Regions from separate parts of the Sus scrofa genome. Here region 1 is linked to region 2. The links are chromatin contacts, called in public Hi-C maps. All regions are on one chromosome and are shown on one strand. The core of a region is the stretch at or near the end of the contact, and the rest is flanking DNA. Distances in the headings are between cores, read along the strand shown. Region 1 has its middle 30 kb from the start of IL20RA. Region 2 overlaps IFNGR1 (interferon gamma receptor 1).

Region 1 (5,543 bases), core at 959-3,458, 50 kb before region 2:
TGATTATCCTCATCTCTTCCCAGCTTCAAGTTTAGTGGTGTCAACTTCAAAGTGGCCATGAGAGAAATAATTGCACCATAGAAATTGGCAAGATCTACAAATTGGGGCCTTTTCTCCCCAGCAAGCTGGTTTTGAGGCCTTTACCTATATACTACTGAATGCATGTCATTTGATGTCTGAAGTCATTTATAACCCAAACTGTAATTCTAGTAATAAAGACAGTTGGGTTTTGAAATTTCATAGAAGTGAATTTTGGACATGATAAATGTTCTTAGAACCCAAAGCCCAGCCCCACTCCCAGGGTTTTTTTTTTTTTTTTTTTTTTTTTTTTTTTTTTATTCTGGCTTCACCACTAAGGAGCTATGACACAACTGTACCATTTTCCTAGAGCTGCTGAACAAAGCTCCACAAACTGGGTTGGCCTAGAACAACAGAAAGGTATCATCTCACAGTTCTGGAGGCTGTACATCCAAAATCAAGGGTTGACAGGGTTTGTTTCTTCTGAAGCCTGTGAGGGCAGATTGGTTGCAGGCCTCTCCTCTGGCTGCTGGTGGTTTGCTGGCCAGTTTGGCGTTCTTCGGCTTGTGGCAGCAGGACTCCCATCTTTACATGGCATCTCCCTATGCATGTGGCTGTCTCTTCACATGGCATTCTTTTTATAAGAATCCAGTTGTATTGCAGTTGGAGCTCACCTTCCTGCAACATGACCTTATCTTAATTACATCTTCGGTGACCTTGTTTCTCACATTCAGAGGCTCTGGGTATCAGGACTTCAACACATGAATTTTTAGGAGACATAATTCAACTCATAACAACAACTTATTTAACTTCCCAGTGCCTTAGTTTTGTTACTCTTGAAACAAAGATATTAATAATACCTACATTGTGGGGTTGGCATAAAGATTTAATCATTAGAGCACGTGAAGCCTTTTGAGACGTCTCGTCCCCAGCACACAGTGAGTTGTTGCTAAATGTCAGTTGTCACTGTCACTATTGTTCTCTCCTACTACATGTGCAGAGCCCCGCCTGGAAAGATTTTCTGTTCTGTGTTTCCAAACCCACATTTCCTCCCATCCAGCCACCACCCAAAGTTTTTACCACACACATAAAGATAATACAGAATGTGCTAGGTATGAAAGTCCCAAAGAGGTGAAATTCCTGTGGGAAAAATAGTTATCAGAGCCTTAATGGAGATGTTAGCAGACCTTGAAGATGGGGAGGAAGATTTGAATCCTTTTTTCAAAATCTCTTTTTATGCATCGGAGGGGTTCAAATAACTCATCTCTGAACTTCAACTTCTCATCTGTAAAATGAAGTTAACACAATTATTGCAGTGACCAAATGAGACAGTGTAGGTAAAGTGCTCATCAGATGGCTCAGCTAGAAAAGGTGTGCCATGAATGCAAACAAATGCAGTAGAAGTGCTGTGGGCAGAAATGGACAAATTCTCAGGCTGAGGACTGTGCTTTTGGGCAGAGCAAATCTGGGATTATTATCTCAGTAATTCCACATTCTAGTATAATGTACAGTGACAACTGGTTCCCCAATGATGACACAGGAGCACAGGGACCATGTTATTCAGGGGAACTCTGCAGCGGTTGCTGTTTGGCCCTCAGCAGCTGGGTTGAAGTTGAAGATGGCACTTTGAAATGCGGCCACAGGGGGTCAGTAGTGTGCTGCCGGGCCACTGAGAGGCAAAAACCTGAACCCCTCTGCATATCTTTAAGCCATAAATTTCCTATTCCAAACTAGGAGAAACTTATTCCTCCCATATTTTCAGATAAGTTGACAGATCAGCGTGAAGAAGGTTAGGTCTTCAGCTTCTGAAATAGAATAGGCTCTAACTGCTTCTTAAAGATTCACGAACTATATATGATACGAGTGTGTTTGAAGAAAAGGTGTTTTTATTTAACCTATGATTTGGCCAAGGGTAATGTCACCTATAACACATTTAGATCAGCCCTTTTCAAAGAAAATACACTCAAACATGCCTCTCATTCAAATTAGATTCTACACAATTTCACAGATCTTTGATTTTGGGGATGGTACTTCAGTACCCTGGATCTCATCCTTATGGACAACTGGTCTGAACTTCAATTTCTCATCTTTAAAACAGGGATGTTGCATTTGTCATAGTTAAATGAGAGTGTAGGTGAGGTGCTGATCAGAAAGCCCTACCCAGTGTCTTTCTTATTTGGGGAGGATCCAAAAATGGTTGGGAGACTGGGATTGCCCTACCCCAGTGGAAGCCAGAGGGAGGCAGATCCTTTTTCTTTTTGTGTTTGTTTGTTTTTTCTTTTTTTGGCCCTGTGGCATATGGAGTTCCCCCGGCCAGGGATCAGATCTGAGCCACAGTTGCTACCTCTGCTGCAGCTGCCTTTAATCCACTGTGCCGGGCTCGGGATTGAACCTGCATCCAGGAGCTGCAGAGACATAGCAGATTCCATTATGCCACAGAGGGATCTCCAGATCCCTTCTCTACTCTTGACCACTGGCTGCTAGAGCATGGGTGGGTGGCCAGTCTGGTGGTCCCACTGGGGCTGGGCTTAGGGCCACTTAAATATTATTTGTGATGGCAGCCGTGAGGCTGGTGGCATGGCAGGGTGTGCCCAGGATGAGCAGAGTTCAGCGGGACGTCTGCTGGGCTTTGCTGACCTTATTTTTGGCCTAAACACAGTTCTCCCAAACAATTCCAGGAACTAATTTGTATCCTTGGAGCAAATTCCTGTTGACTTTAAATTAGCCAGAAATCATCTGTCGTTGCTAGTGGCAGAAACACTGAAGTGTGCAAGCTTCAACCTTAAATTTTATAGTAAATATGCAAATTTACTAGTTCAAGAAGGATTCTGGCTGGTGGATTGTTGAGTTTCTCCTGAGTTTTATTCCACAAAAAATCGATGATTGTGAAAAGAACGCTGGATAAATCAAAAGGAGGCTGGTTTCTGGATATTCCAGTATAAATAAATTCCTTGGCACAGAAAGCTGGGTTTCAACCAGACTGCAGTTTGGGGCCAAGAAGATTGTCTGAGGGTGGCTGTGGGCACTCACCCACCTGGGCTGCCTGGATGAGATAGCTGGGTCCTGGCTTATCTTTCTTCCAGCTCACAAGGCTGCACCCAAGCTCTCTTTCCCATGGGGCCAGCTGCTTCTTCTCTGATTCCCCACCCCCACCAGACCTCCAAGAAACTTGAAGGGAAATACCTCTGAAACCATTAGCATGAGGGCAGCAGAAACACTGGGAATGTTTGTGTGTGTGGTTGACACGCTTCAATGTTAAAACACAGATTCCTAAGCATAAATCACATAGCAATACCACGTGACCACTAGCCATTGTAGGATTTTTCCCTTTAGATGATCTTGAAGGTCATATGCTCAGTTTCTAAAGTCAAGTTTCACTTAGTTTTGAAATGTTCATTGTGATTTGAAACCAGTATCTTAGAAACAAATGAGCAAAGTGAAACAAACTCCAAACCACTGTTGTTTATTTCCCCAAACTGCTCTTATCACACTCGCTAGGACGCTTTTCTCGACAGAGAACTCCCATTTCCTTCCTCTCTCTCCCTCGCTCTCTTTCTCTCCACATGGCAAATGTGTAATGCCTGGTTCTAAAGCACCCTGAACTTGGAAAGGTGAATTTTTTCCTCTTGCTCTTCCCTGCTGCCCGCCCTCTCTGCCCTTGCCTTGGGAACAAAGAGGTCAGAAGAGTTGACCTTATAAATGTCTGATGAAAATAGGTTTGCTCTCACGTAATATGGAAAGACGTTTGTATCATCTATATTCTAGGTTGATGATAAGCCGTCTTATACAATTGGTTGATTATGCTGGGGTTCAACTGTCTATTGTGCTGGAAAAGTGGAGTTGGGGGAGGTCCAAGGTAAAGAGATTGGTGGTAAGGGGCGGCTCAACTTAGAGCTTTTACTAGCAGTGAAATCTGAAGCCTTGACAAATCCCTGCAGTGCCCAGGTCCATAAAACAAATTAATGTTTCTTGCATCGTCAATATTTAAAAGCCACTTGGCGCACCATGTTAAGACACCTACGTTTTGAAGCATGTAAGGAAACAGCTGTGATCACATTTATAGTGTCCCGTTCAATAATATGCTTTCAATTCAAGGTGCGTCACTTCAAGTTGGCAATGGTTACAGACACATTTGCATTGGAGTACCTAAAAAAAGTTAAAATGAGATGAATTCTTGGAAACTCAAGAATTCACCTCCCTTTACTTAAAAACCTCTCTTTGAATGCAATGTTTTTGCATGGTGTTTTTTTCCTTCTAATAGCTAAATATATTTGAAATCATTTTAAAGTCTGAAATAACTTTTCTATCCCAAGCAGAGACACGCTTTGCAGCAACCCCTCCTCTTATGAACTCTTCACATACAAATGTTTGGAAAATAGTGAAAAGGATGCTATCTTTCAAAAATAAACCAAGAAAAAAATGTAGGCAGCAAAATCGAATAAAGAGAATGTATCTCACATCGTGAAATAGTAGAAACAAACAAATTTCTTTTTCTTGCATCCCCGATATTTGTAAGTCACTTGAAGCCATTTTGAGACACCTCTGTTTGTAGCAAACGATGGTAACAGCTGGGTTGCTTTTATAGCATTCCACTCAATAACATGCTTTGGAGTTCAGGCTTAGAATTTTAGATTTGCAATTTATAGGCATACTTGCCTCCAGATATTAGAAAACTTTTAAGTTGGATAACATCAAAGAAAAGAAGGCATATCATTCTAATGTAAATTTTTTTAGTTTTAACTCTTTTTTTGCAGGTAAAATATTACTCTTAGTATGATAGCTCTTTTAAAACATCTCTTTAATTTTGAATAATCTGACGATCTCAGACTATCCTTCTTCCTACCAATCAGAGTCATATTTAGCAGTTTATTTCCCTATCCACCCCAAAGGACAAAAAATGCAACCCTACAAACTATTGAAAACAACTTTCTGATGTGGAATATTATTGAATTTTATGATGAGTCTTGTTGAATTCTCCAGTCTTAGGAGGAGAATTGTGCTGGGAAAAACACAGTTGGTAGAGTCTGACCAATCTTTGTCCAAACAGTAGTTCAGTTAGATACCCCTGCACTTGACCTCAGAAAGCCTGGCCTCACTCTTTCTTGAAATGGGTAAAACAATGCCAATTTACAGAGTTGTTTCAAGGACGAAATGAGAACCATGATAACAGCAAAGATTCATGAAGGAATTTCTATGTGACAAAAACTATTGGGAAGGAAATACTTTTCCTCTGCCCTCTTAGGTTCTATGTGTGGGGGCCTATGAATTTAACTCACAAAAGACAGATTAACAAGTGAGAAGGGATACACATTTATTAATATTTTACATGCACAGGAGTTCACAGAGAAGTGAAATTCAAAGGAGGGATTCGTCTTGGGAGCTTAGGTAACATTTTAAACAAATGTAGGAAGGTTTGGACCTCAAGGGACACTACGTTGTGGGGAAATAATTAGGAAATACATTGGGGAACTTGTGGACGATACAGGTTATTTTAGGAAAGTTTATTTAGGCAGGCTCAATTTGCT
Region 2 (5,289 bases), core at 309-2,808:
AAAGATGAATTTCAGTTAGTATTGCTAGAATAAGAAAATAATTCTACTCACATTTGGCAGTGATGCCTATTGAAGTCCTTATGCAGAGCAGGCAATATCCTCTTTGGCAGTATCCATTATTTTCATATATTTGCCTCTTCCCAGTCTAAGGCCTGCATTTTTCATTTATCTTAGGGACTTAATTTTCATAATTTTCCCACAATAGATTAGATTCTATAAAGTATATGGATTTTTATAGAGTGTTATATATATATTCATATCAGCTTAAAAAGCATTTCATAAGACACTGTCCCTCAAACAAGTGAGCATACCAGTCCATGTTTTTCCACTAATAAACTAGCACTTCATTTTAATTTGCACTTTTAAGTGAAGAGAAAGATTTTTTTCCCCATGGCTTGTTAACTTATTCACATGATTTGTGTTTGACATTTTTTTGGAGTCAGTTAATTCATTTGCGTCTGAAAATCCCATCCTCTTAGTAATTCCCAAGACTTTTCGTGTGATATAAACTCTTGGATGGCCACATTGTGGTTCTCTCCTCACACCTCATGCCTCTCAGCTTGCGTGCACCCACTTCTGTGGCTTTGCCCCCCATCTTTACGCTGCAGACACCTCGTCTACCTGCTCTACAGCTAAATCTGCTTCCCCCCACATATTTGGAACACACAGCTTGTGTGTTCTCCACACTGGTTGCTAAATACTAAGATATAGATAGAAAAGGATCATTTTTAAAGATTAGGCTATTTTTAGGACTGTTTTAAAGATTTGATAGAAACAATTAGAAAATGATTCTACAACATTAATGCATGGAAAAAAATTAATAAATAGAAACAAGCAAATGAATAAAAAATATTCTAGGTAAACTAACTGCCTAAGTGTTTGAGTAAATGAATGCAAAAATGATTTTTAGAATGATTTAAAAATCCTTTACATGCAATGTTGCATAAAAATATATATACATGTTTTTATTTACACTACTAATTGTATTGATTTCATTACAATTTTAAGTACAACTCTGAAAAGCACTCAGGGCTGCTTCTCAAAACATTTGAAAAGACTGTACATATACACCTCCAAAAACAAACACCGCACTAAGCCACAAAAAAGAAAAAAATCCATTTTATCTCTTTAAGTGGTTAGAAAGGACCCTGGGGAAGTCAACCACAGCCAACCATAGGAGTCGGGGTTATTAGAGACGCTTTCACTGTTGCTGTTCGCACATCTAGATGGAAAGGTTCAATGGTCTGTTTTTGTTTTTAAAGAGTCTCTGCTGTTCTCAGACCCAATAAGACAGTGCCAAAGAGGCTCTTGACACTTTTATCTAAACCAAGATACTCCATTGGGTTATTAGCAACAAGACACAATTTCTGAAAACCTGATCTTTTCATGACATCAAAGCCGAAAAACTGCTGGGGAACAGCAGGCAGATCCTTCTGAGTTGGTGCCTCTTGGCTGATCTCAGGAAAACTCCTCGGATTCTGCTGTGACTCTATAGCCAATCAAGGACTCCTTGCCACCGTCATCCACAAGCAGATCCACTAACACGTGTGGTTTGTCATAACCGAAGGAGGTGGTAGTGTTTCTCAGTGCTACGAACTCTTGTCCTTCTGACTTTATCTCAGTTTTATTACTTGGCGGAAATTCTGAGTCAGAGCAGCTGTCCGATTCCACAAGGCCACTATCAGAACCATTTCTGGAGTGATACGCATTTAAAGTGATGCTGCAGTGTTCAGACTGGTTACTGCTCGAGTGGACAGAATTCTCTCTCTTTACTGGGGTCAGAGAGCTACTAGAGGCCATGTCAGAAATATGTTCTTCAGTGGTCACCACTTGCGTTTCACTAGAAAAATCTTCTCCATGTTCTGCTTTTCCTGGATTGTCTTCAGTATGCACGCTTGAAATTGTCCCTGGAGACAGCTGTTCGTTTTCTAGGGCAATTGGCTGGTAGGTGATGGGTGATATATATTTTGACTCAGATTTTGTCTCTGAAGAGGCATTTTTTACCACAGACAGCTAAGGGAAGAGAAATCAATGATTAGTATTAAACTTGAATGCTTATTTCAAAAAAAAAAAAAAAAAAAAAGGTCCAAGGGTAACAGGTAGTTAAATAAACCACCAAATGGCATAGTTAGGATAACAGTATAATAGAATCTGATGGTTGCCTTTTTCTTCTTTTTAAGGAAAATATATTAAGATTAAAAACAAGCTTTAAGAGTTTTTAGAAAGTCACTATCTCACCAACATATGTTGCTTTTTGTGTGCTATCTTCCACATGGATGTATATTTGTCATGTGAGGAGAGCTATTTCTTTTACAGAGTACGTCCACCGTTTGCCTTCCCAATTCTAATTTTCATTGGCTCTATAATTTTTTTTTTTTTTTGTCTTTTTAGGGCCGCACCTGCGGCACATGGAAGTTCCCAGGAGAGGGGTCGAATCGGAGCTGTAGCCACCAGCCTACACCACAGCCACAGCAACTTCTGACTGAATCTCACCACTGGCCCTCTTCCCTTCAATACTCCAACCATAATGAAGTATTCCTGTATCTGCAGATTTTCAAAAGTCATGCTTTCTTGACACTGGGCCTTAGTACGTACTGTCTCTTAGAACCTGGATAAATGTCTATCTGTCCCTTAGGACAATTCAGGCACTACGGCCTCTGGCAAAGTCACTATTAACCCCACCCTCTAAAGGCAGATGAATGCCTCGCTGGCATGGGTTGTAAATCTCTGCCTTTGAACCTACCACACTCTGCATCCAGGGAATACTTATCTTTCTTCTCCACTAGACTTTAAGCTCCTTAAGAGACTTTTCTAACTATGCTTTGGCCCTGTACATAAAAAACACCCCACTGCATAGTAAAAAGTACGTTTTGTTTTGGCTTTTTAGGGCCACATCCAAGGCATATGAAGGTTCCCAGGCTAGGGGTCGAATCAGAGCTACAGCTGCCGGCCTACACCACTGCCACGACAACGCTGCAGGATCTGAGATGCATCTGTGACCTACACCACAGCTCATGGCAACACTGGATCCTTAACCCATGGAGTGAGACTGGGGATGGAACCTGCATCCTCATGGATCCTAATTGGGTTTGTTAACGGCTGAGCCACAAAGGGAACTCCCAAAAGCACATGGTTTTGGATGTGTGGTAGATTGACTGATGTATGATAGGTAACATGCTGCTGAATATCAATCTTCTTTAAAAAACAAATTTAGGAACTATCAAAAAAGTTCAAATCACATTTTAGTGTACAGATGACTTTGAACAACTGGAGGTTAGGGTCTCAACAGTGAGTCCCTGTGCAGTTGAATACCCACGTATGCCTTTTTTTCTTCAGAAATTAAAAAAATTTTAATTTCTTTTCTTTTTAGGGCTGCCCCTGTGGCGTATGGAAGTTCCTGGGCTAAGGGCTGAATTGGAGCTGCAGGTGCAGGCTACACCACAGCAGCAACAATGCTGGATCCCAACTACATCTGTAATGTACACAGCTTGTGGCAACATCAGATCCTAAACCCACTGAGTCAGACCAGGGATTGAACCCACATCCTCACGGAGACTATGTACAGTTCTTAACCCACGAAGCCACAGTGGGAACTCCTATGTATGACTTTTGACTTTCCCAAAACTTCACTGCTAATAGCCTACTGTTAGCCAGAAGTCTTACTAATAACACAAATGGTCCACTTTCATGTTTTTCATGTTATATGTAAAATATCTATATATATTTTATACACCGATGACATACCTTTTTCTTAATTTTTTTCAATATGTCTAGGCTACAGGGTTTGTCTGTAAGTTTTTTCAAATTGTCACACACCTCCAAAAAATTTTCCAATGTATACATTGAAAAAATTCAAGCATAAGTGGACCCATGCAGTTCAATTCCGGGTTGTTCAAGGGCCAATTATTTATCATTAGAGAAAAGAAATATTTGAATACATTACCAAAGATTTGGGTAACATGATGTTTTCTCTCTTAAATGGATTCATTTTCCTAATTAGATAACATGCAACTATCAGGGCAAGTACTAGGAAGAGTACTAAGGCAGTAACAATTGGAATCCAAACAGAATCTAAGAAAAGGGAAAAAAAAATCATGAATTAGAATTATGAGGGAACATTATCTAGCAAATAGTCAAAGTCTTAGCACTATCCTTTTGTAGATCTGCACATCAGGTAATTACTATGGTCAGAGTTTTAAAGAACGCTGACATAGAGAGATGAGTAAAAAGTTAGGTACCTGTCCTAAATATCAATATGATTCTTCCCAGATTTGAGACTCTAAATTTTTTTCAACTATGCTGTCATGATACAATGTGGTTACAATAGCCTTTTCATAATAACTTCCTTATAGCCTCAAATATAGGGTGTTTCCAGAGTTATACTACTCTCTCAGTTTAAAAGGCAAAAGGAAAAAATTTTAAATATATCTCTTTAGAAATAAATTCTGGCAATGTCTATACCTCTTAAAATAATATATATATATTATATATATATATATATATAATATATATATTTTTTCTTTTTGCTTTTTAGGGCTGCACTGGCAGCATATGGAAGTTCCCAGGCTAGGGGTTGAATCAGAGTGGCAGCTGCCAGCCTACACGACAGCCACAGCAACGCCAGATCTGAGCCGTGTCTGTGACCTACACCGCAGCTCACGGCAATGTTGGATCCTTAACCCACTGAGCAAAGCCAGAGATAGAATCTGCATCCTCATGGATGTTAGTCAGATTCATTAACCGCTGAGCCACGATGGGAGCTCCTCTTAAAATAATTTCGTCCCACTCTCCCAAAGTCTTTTACATTTTATACTTACTTAAAGATTACAAAAACCTATCAAGATTCAAAGATGTGTAAACACACACACATACACAAAAGCTGCCCAGGAATAAAGTCCCCTTGAATACAAACAAGGTATAAAGAATAATAAAAAACAAGGAAGATTTTTGTTTCAGAGCACATAACCTCTATAATCACGGGTGTATATTTTTCTCTAATGCTGCCTTTTACTTTCATAGCACAATCATCAGTATTTTTTTCATAGTCCTCTCTTCCAAATTAACAGTACTGTACATGTGGTGGTGGTGTCTGCCCTCTTTCACAGCATTTCATTAATTCCTATTCCAAAGTTACTTCTTTGAAATAGCAACTCTGGAAGTTACTGAAATGGATGCCTGTATCATACTTTTTCCAGGCGGTGCAAAAGTTAAATTTTTACAATACTAAAAGATAAAATAACTGCATAAACAATATCAGCATCTTGCTCAGAAGCAGGGAGCAGGCAGGCA

Evidence for each region. A called contact is a pair of places that touch in the nucleus more often than the background predicts.
Region 1: a contact with region 2 is called in a Hi-C map of liver, with 6 times the contacts expected there. The contact joins two enhancer-like sites. A contact is called at or near these places in 1 of 5 promoter capture datasets (liver), 13 of 47 Hi-C or Micro-C datasets (alveolar macrophages, blood, brain and 7 more) and 2 of 2 datasets of contacts at active chromatin or transcription factors (alveolar macrophages and skeletal muscle).

Annotation. Positions count from the first base shown.
Region 1 is chr1:27,104,601-27,110,143 of Sscrofa11.1, reverse strand. No RefSeq gene overlaps it. Among named protein-coding and RNA genes, the nearest start is that of IL20RA, 30 kb to the left of the region's middle. Within about 2 kb of position 2,208, at least 24 of the 83 cell types and tissues checked have an H3K27ac peak or open chromatin away from gene starts, as enhancers often do. A contact at or near this core is called in liver, where this site is marked.
Region 2 is chr1:27,053,815-27,059,103 of Sscrofa11.1, reverse strand. IFNGR1 (interferon gamma receptor 1) reads right to left here. Exons shown (of 7, transcript NM_001177907.1): 6 at 3,944-4,071; 7 at 941-2,013. The coding sequence ends at 1,459. Among named protein-coding and RNA genes, the nearest start is that of IL22RA2, 17 kb to the left of the region's middle. Within about 2 kb of position 1,558, at least 8 of the 83 cell types and tissues checked have an H3K27ac peak or open chromatin away from gene starts, as enhancers often do. A contact at or near this core is called in liver, where this site is marked.